2 separate regions of the Mus musculus genome follow, and region 2 is linked to region 1. Evidence: chromatin contacts called from public HiChIP or PLAC-seq data. All regions are on one chromosome and are shown on one strand. The core of a region is the stretch at or near the end of the contact, and the rest is flanking DNA. Distances in the headings are between cores, read along the strand shown. Region 1 overlaps Gm27243 (a long non-coding RNA gene). Region 2 holds the start of Mms22l (MMS22-like, DNA repair protein).

Region 1 (4,050 bases), core at 166-2,665:
CATCTCAGTAAATCCTTGAAAATACTGTTTTAAATATTGCTTGGTATAAGAAAAATGCTATGTACAAATAAGAAATTGTCAAAAAAGCAAATTCAATTAGTTAAAGAGAAAGAGAGAGAGAGAGAGAGAGAGAGAGAGAGAGAGAGAGAGAGAGAGAAAGAAAGAAAGAAAGAAAGAAAGAGCTCCTCATATTTAAGTATGCACCTTGTCAGCTTCCTAGAACAAGCTCTCGCCTGCTTTACTGCCCTCTAGAGGTGGACTACAGGGAACTTAAGTCGTGGGATCCTAAATAGGAAATGCAGCTTGGAACTTTCTGTAGTTGGTGCAAATAAATGTGGTTTCTTCACATGTACATTATTTTAACGAAGTATCACACTCTTAAATTTTATATCATATTGCTTGACTGTTGTTGTAAGGCTTAATGTTTATTTTAGCTATGCCTGTCACACTAGCCTGGTGCCAAGTGTGTACACAAGACATAGCGGCCAAGGAAATTTCATCAATAGAAGTCTGTTCTCCAGATCTTTCCTCCCTTGCATGAAATCCTTCCGCCTCCACAATATCCAATCCTTCCTTAAGGCATCTAAGACTCTGTTTCTCTCTATTTCCTTTACAGAAAAGAAAAGAGACCAGAGGGCAGGGAATGGTTAAACTCTGCTTTAACATGTGCTGCACATGATGGGAGTTTGAACGTATTCACATCAACTTACTTCCACTTGCACACTCCCTTTTTGAGCTCCAGTGTTAGCACCACTGGCATGATGTTTGTATGGAATATCTTAATTAGCTTAAGAATCCTTAGATATATATGCATATATATATATATATCTTCGATTTTTTTAAACATCGCACTTTTATTAGAACTACTGAGAATTTATCTTCTCAAAATATCAAACAAATAGAATCTGTCAGGACTAACATGAAATATTTTAAATCATGTAAAACTTTTCTGAAATATTCTATGAATATTCAAAAAATATTCATTGCTTTTTTTTTTTTTTTAAGATTAGAAGTAGAGGCTAACCAGACTGACTAATGAGCTGAATGTTATTTTTAAGGAACATTTGCAATATGATCTTCAATTCTTAACATTATTGTTACTATAATTTTGTTTCTCTGAGCAGCACAAGCCCCTGTACAATGGGGAACTGAATGGTTTCAATAGCTAATGACTGAACTTCTCGCCTCCGGCTCGCCTTCACATTAGGCTGCAGTTTAAAGTGATTGACAGCCATTTCATAGTATCCTGCCAAAGAACTGGGGGCCAAAATCATCCAAATTATGGAGAGAAAATGCTCCTAATAGAAAAAAAATAAAGGCAGAAGTGAAATGACCAGTGTAGCTAGAACTAATTGGCCCCCTTCCTGGCAAAGGAGTGAGCATGCACAAGGACTGAATAATCTCTTGAATTTGGTGGCAGACCCTTGCAGGTTGGAACTACGAATTGGCAGGTTAGCATAAGGGGAGGCCATATCCCCCTAGTATGTGACACTTCTGTTCTGTGAATTTCCATTTTGTGGAGCTGTCAATCTGTGGCTTTTGTAAGCCTTAAAGTTTCTTTAGAAACAACATGACAAAAAAAAAAAAAAAAAAAAGAATGACTGTACCTCCTAAACTACCACATAAATCGGCTTGATTAGTAATCTCTATTAAGAGACACTGAGTTTTAAATAGACTGGGTATTTGAGATACAGAATGAAGGACTTGGCAGGACCAAATAGGGAAATCTGAACAGCATCTGCCCTGCCCTTTCCAAGCACTTGTATGAGTTTTAAGCCTATTCACAAATGCACTAAATTATAAAAGTACAAATTATAGCTGCCCACAAGTAGCCTTTTAGACAACATTAGGAGGCGAGTGTGTAACATTGTATTTTATTAAAGACACAGGAATCTTGAGAAAATGTTTTATAATAAGAAAGCCAAAGGTGACAGTCCTTTAGATATGAGCCCATTAACAGCAGCTCACTTTGAGCATTCTTTTTCATTAGCAAGAATTTGATCTTTTTTTTCCTATTCTGAAATTGTATTTTAAGCTCTATATACTAAAGCCACAGATGGGCTATTGCTGTGTCATTTCCATGGCTTCATACAGATTACCAAATGTATGCAGTTGTCCCATGGTCCCTTAATAGACCACCAGCTTTTCCATACATCTTCCACTGATGGCATTTCTGTGGATAAACACTATTTCACAAAGAACTGTGCCATATGCCCTGTCGCACACTAAGGTACAACAAAGCACTTCTTTAAAAAGGTTTTCTTGTGTCATAATGTCCTTCTATCGCTTTTATACTTTTTTGATTATTTTAAAATTTAAATTTTATATATATATATATATATTTCTCTCATTTTTATCCTACAGGTCCTTTGGGTATAAATTATACCTTCCAATTTAGTGCTTTTATTGGATCCCTGAGTGTGTGAATGACTGTGTCTTTGTATCTATGTGTTTCTTGTACCTGTTCCTGGGCTCTTTTCCCACTGTTGATTTGCCGTGTACAATTTCAGTGTGATAGTTTTGTTTTACCATATTATAATATAATATATTATATTATAATATATTATATTATATTATATTTTTATCTCTTAGAGGCCTGTTCATTTCTAATGAGAGAAAGAAAGGGAGTGAATCTGGATGGGAGGGGAGGTGGGAAGGAACTGGGAGGAGTAGCGAGGGAAAGCCATAATCAGAACACATTAAGTGAAAAAAAACTATTTTTAATAAAATGAAATTATACCTGCATTATTTATTAATTTAGAGACTTGTTTTTAGATACACATTAGAACCCAAAATTTATTGAATGAAATAGGAGATATCATAAATAGTTTCTAATAAACTTGACCCTAAAAATCTCCCAGCACATTCTTTTCTGGACAATAAGATTCAGCATTTTATATCTAAATATCTCCTTCTTGGACACATAATCAATATGTCTTGTTATTATTAGACAGTCTTTCATTGAGGTTAAACACTGCTAGATTAGAGAGTTGGAACAAGAGCTCTAAAGTGTTTGTTGCTCAAGTATGTGACCTGAATTCAGGTCTCCAGTAGCCATGTAAAAGCCTGAATTTGGTGGCATGTTTCTCTAATCCTAGTGCTAGGGTAGGGGTTGGAGACAGGCAGGTCTCAGGGTGCACTATCCAGCTAGTCTACTCAGAGAGATCCTATCTCAACAATAAAAAATCAGGCAGAGAGAGGAGTAGACACTTAAAAGTCTACTTCTGACCTTCTCACTTGAGCACACAGGTTACTGCAATGGGCACACACAGGTATGCGTGTATTCTCACAAACGCAATTGTGTGTGTGTCAGGGCTGTGTATGTTTCATTTAGTAAAGGAGTTTAGGAGTTACTCGTAACAACATGTTTAAATTTTATACTCCTATGATAAAATGTATTCTTTTCAAGTTTGCTATAGTTTTTCTATTAGGGGTCTGAAATAGGGGACCTAAGTAAAAATAATGTGCCAGCAAGAGTAATTATTCAAGACCACCCCAAGATCAGCATTTGATTTCCTTATACCAAAAGGCAACTATATGACACTCAAACATTTGAAGACTACTGATGTGTGTCTTTCACTTTATTTTGCACATGACAACTGTTTTCTAAGGTTGCAAAATCCTTAAAATCTTGAACTATAGGAATTGTGTGTCTCTTACCACTTTGAAATGTCTATTGTTGAAGCAAACATGAATTCTAAGTCAATGGATGTTGAATTTATACCCTGATACAAAATGATATACTAAACTCTCCAGTAAAGTACTTCACTTTTACCTACAAGTGCTTATAGATTATGCAAATAACAGCATCAACATCAGTGTGAGACAGCAAACTGTGGTAGCTTCATTGCCCCTCTCTGCGTGGAATGTACCTTTTCACATTACTTTTAAAAACTGGGGTTTCTAAAAGCCGTTGAAGTAATAGCTAATAAAACTGACTCTTATGTGATCCAGTGCTAAAGAAAATTGGTTGGGCAATAACATCAAGTTTTTCAGAACCCCCAGAAATCATTTAAAACACTCTTTAATATCACATAAACTAATCATCTC
Region 2 (3,930 bases), core at 33-2,532, 250 kb before region 1:
GGGGGGGAGGGGTTACTTGACACCTTATGTTGTGTCCAAAAGGAAAATCTAAATGGAGTCCAAGCAATATACAAAGTGGTCTGAGGTCACAGTAATTTATCTTTGAACAAGAAAATGGGTTTTCAGAACACCAAATATTCCGAATTAGGAAGAATGACATCATATAGATACCTAATGTGGTTTAAGGTTATTAACAAATTATTAACAAGGTATAATCATACAATCAACAAAAAATGGTTTTCTTTAATGAAGTTTCCTCAAAGGGCATTACCTAAATAATTCAAGAACAGCAATTTTATTGTAATATTCATTCGACTAATGTGTCTATGAATTCTGTATGCCGATGCTTTGGATGGAAAGAACCCGTGCAACAAAAACTATCAGGTTCTACTTATAAACTACTGAAAACTTATAGATAACTATTACCCCTTAAAAGGAAATACAAGTTCCAAGAGACTAGGCTGCTCTGAAACCAGTCTAAGTAAATTAAATATCCAGCTACCCACTCCTAAGAGATTATCAATTATCCAGAAAGTTCTTCTATATACTAAGCGTATGTAAAACGAGGCTTGCTGAGCACCTACGTTAGACATTGGTGATAATCAACATTGCTGGGGGTGGGGACCTTCAATTCGGTTTTTTGTTGTTTGTTTGTTTTTTAACCTACCGCTTAAGGGCGCCACTGGCAAGGTAGGACTCTCCAGAGAATTTTCCTTCTCTGTTGTCAAAAGCGCAAGAAAAGCAGGGGGGTTTGCACCACTCTGTCCCCAGCTCCAGCTCTAAGCTGTCAGTCAAGAAGGTCGACGCTGCTGAACAGCCATCCATTATTTACATCCTGCTCTGCAATGCCACCGCGGTTCCGGGCAGTTACGTTCGGGCTCCGAAGACAAGCTGCAAGAGGCTGAAAGTACGGTAAGGAGCTACCTCGGAGATCCAAAATGTGCCCTCAGCACCCGGGGAAACCAACGTGAAAGCAGAGAAGCTGAAGGCAACAGGTCCAGAATCCTCCGGGCGTCCCGCAGGCGCCGGAGCCGCCAAGCCTTCCAACGCCGCCCTCGCTCCCTCCGGGCTGCCGTGGGTTTTGAGGCCCTCGCGCACCTCCTCAGGCTGGTTTCCCCGCACGGCCCGGATGGAGCACGCAGCCCCGCCGCCTCCCTCCGTCTCCCTCAGTCCCAGCGCGGCGTTCGGGGCGGGCGAGCGCGCGGGAAAACCGCAGGCCCCCGCAAACCTAGAACGCGGAACGCAGCGCCGGGCAGAGGAAACCGGAAGCAGGCGAAATTCCCGCCACGGCGTGCCCCGCCTCCGGCGCCGCCCTCTCGCGAGTCCTCACTGGCGCGGACCGAGATCTCGCGAGAGCCCGTCGGCCCGGACAAGTCCAGGGATTCGCTCTTCACGGTTCTCCGTACCGTTGAGAGTTTGCGAGGTGGCCAGCTCTCCGCTGAAGCCTGGAAGTAGGGTCTGCGAACGGCGGGGATCAGCTTCAGGCCGGGCTCTGGAGAGCCCCGCGCCTGCCTCGGCCTCCCGCAGCCCGGCCACCCTCTTCCTGCCCTGGGGCCCACCCCGGCTTTCCTGTGTTGGATGCCTTCTGCTCTGCAGCAGTGACCCAGAACACAAGGGACACATTGACTAAGTTAGATGGCTTTTTTTCCTCAGACATAACAACTTTTGCTCCCTTTGCAATACATTGTAACTCTGGACAAGAGTTACAATTTTGTAAAAATATTTTCCGATCCATTTTCCTTATTAAAGTGTTCTTTAAAGTTGACTCGAATATTACTGTCTTGAGATGGGGGTGGGGGGCATGGGGATTCAAATGCCTGCTGCATTTAAATATATTGCTTTACTTGCGGGCATCCACTTCATAGGGAACCTACCCTAACTCTTAGATGTTAAAATCAACGTATTTTCAAATGACATGTGGGATGAAGCGGAAGAAAAAAAAAATTCCCACTGCAGTGTAGGGCTACTATAGTACATGTATTTGTGCAGCCCAGTTGAGGTACTCTGAGACCTGATGCTTTTTTTTGTTGACTGCTGATGATAGCTGGTGATGAGTATTGTATCATGAAGGTCTCTTCCACAGTGATGTCAAGAGTATGTTTTCTGAATATGAGAATACCTAGTGTTGGCACTGCAATTAGGACAACATACCATACGGCCATTTTTCTTCCTCCCATCAACATTCCAGTACACTCTTGTCTGTTGTGTTTGTTTAAATACCTGATGTTGATTATGTGAGCTCAACTTATGTGAATCATGGAGTGGGAAGAACTAAAGAAATGACAGAGGCCAATTAAGGTGATACTTAATGAAATGGTCACTTACAAAGGTGTGTCCATGGTTACTGGATCCCAAAATGGGATGACTAGGCACCCACAGCTAATAGAGACAATTATCATTCTTGAGCAGAAAAGTAAGGATCAACACGGATTACTAGAGAGGAGTGAGACCTGTGCCTGTAGGATGCAGTCACCTAACTTATCGTCACACAACAGTGGTTGCCTTCACAGACAAACACAACTGTCCCACCACAGACAAGTGGGGGAAACACTGAAAGGAGTAAACCACATCCCATGTTTCACTCCTGTCGGCCAAAACAAACCAAAGCGCAAAGCAAGGGTGTAGCCTATCAAGTGTATGTAGTCCAGGTTAGAAATGAAAAGAACTAAAGAGAAGTTAGAGACTCTTCTTTGAATCAGACAAAATTGTAATTATTTTTATCTTAATTTTGACAAGATATAGAAATGTTAAGAACTTAAGTATAAGCTTCCATAGATAGAAATAGCTATTATATATTTATTAATATAACATAATACTGTTACAACAGAAATATTCAAATAATATTGTTTTGTAAAGATGAAATGCTGGTATTTTGTCCAGCTGCCCCCAATTTCCTAGTCTTCTTGTCTTAACCTCTCAAGTAGCTTAGACTACAAGCATTCATCACCACATCCACCTAACAATCTTAATTAGAAAATTGAAATGTCTCTGCAATTGATAATAATTGACAATAGAAAATTAATACGGCTATAAAAGATTTGGATAGTACTAGCTCCCAGTTGAATCTAATTGATGCATATGACTACGCTAACAGTAAAATTATACAATTAAAAAGAAAACATGGAACATGAAACCAGATTATATTCAGAATCATGAAACAAATTTTATCTATTTAAAAAGGATTGAAGGCTACCAGTGAAGTATAGTGGTAGAACATTTGTATAGTGTGTATAAGTCTCTGCATTTCATTCACAAAAGCTAAAAAAAGGTTGAAAACATACGAAGTATATTGTGTAACTACAGTGAAATTAGGAGCTGCTTTCATTAGAAGGGGAAGAATTCAATGATGCAAACATCCATTTTGAAATATTGGAAGTTCAGTGAATTCAAACCAAAGATATAACAACAAAGAAAAAAAGGATAGAACCAGCAAAAAATGAAATAAATGAAACAAAAAGATTCTTCAAAAGCATCAAGATGCAGTTAACAAACCATCTAACTAGACTGACCAAGTAATCAAAACAAAATGGCAGTAGAGATGGGAGAAGAAGAAGAAAAAGGAGAAGGAGGAGGAGGAGGAGGAGAAAGAGACATAAATTGCCAGTAAAAAAGAGACTGGGGTGATGGCTTAGTAAAGTGCTTGCTGAATGAAGACCTCATTTATGCCTTCATCTCACACACACACAAAGCTAGGTGCATGAGTATATGATTGTAGTATTCACACTGGGAAGGCAGAGGCAGGAGGCATCCTTGGGACACTCCTGCTAGCTAGCCTAGGCTCCTCTGAGCCCCAGGTCCCAAAGAAACTCCCTGTCTCAAAAATAAGGGCCATCTCTTGACTAATCACTTGACTAATGACACCTGAGGTTGGCCTCTGGCCTCCACACATACGTTCCTATGCCCACAAACAAAAACTCAAGCACATAATCC

Evidence for each region. HiChIP or PLAC-seq counts read pairs in DNA pulled down with a chosen protein or histone mark.
Region 2: a contact with region 1 is called in an H3K4me3 HiChIP or PLAC-seq map of embryonic basal ganglia, with 3 times the contacts expected there. The contact joins the promoter of Mms22l here to the enhancer-like site in region 1. A contact is called at or near these places in 5 of 115 datasets of contacts at active chromatin or transcription factors (astrocytes, embryonic basal ganglia, embryonic forebrain and 2 more) and 2 of 9 other capture datasets (liver and pancreatic islet).

The regions. Positions count from the first base shown.
Region 1 is chr4:24,245,971-24,250,020 of GRCm38.p6, reverse strand. The region is part of intron 1 of Gm27243 (a long non-coding RNA gene); the gene reads left to right. Among named protein-coding and RNA genes, the nearest start is that of Gm27243, 180 kb to the left of the region's middle. Within about 2 kb of position 1,415, at least 11 of the 459 cell types and tissues checked have an H3K27ac peak or open chromatin away from gene starts, as enhancers often do. A contact at or near this core is called in embryonic basal ganglia, where this site is marked.
Region 2 is chr4:24,493,803-24,497,732 of GRCm38.p6, reverse strand. It overlaps Mms22l (MMS22-like, DNA repair protein), which reads right to left and starts at 1,282. Exons shown (of 24, transcript NM_199467.3): 1 at 668-1,282. The coding sequence starts at 825.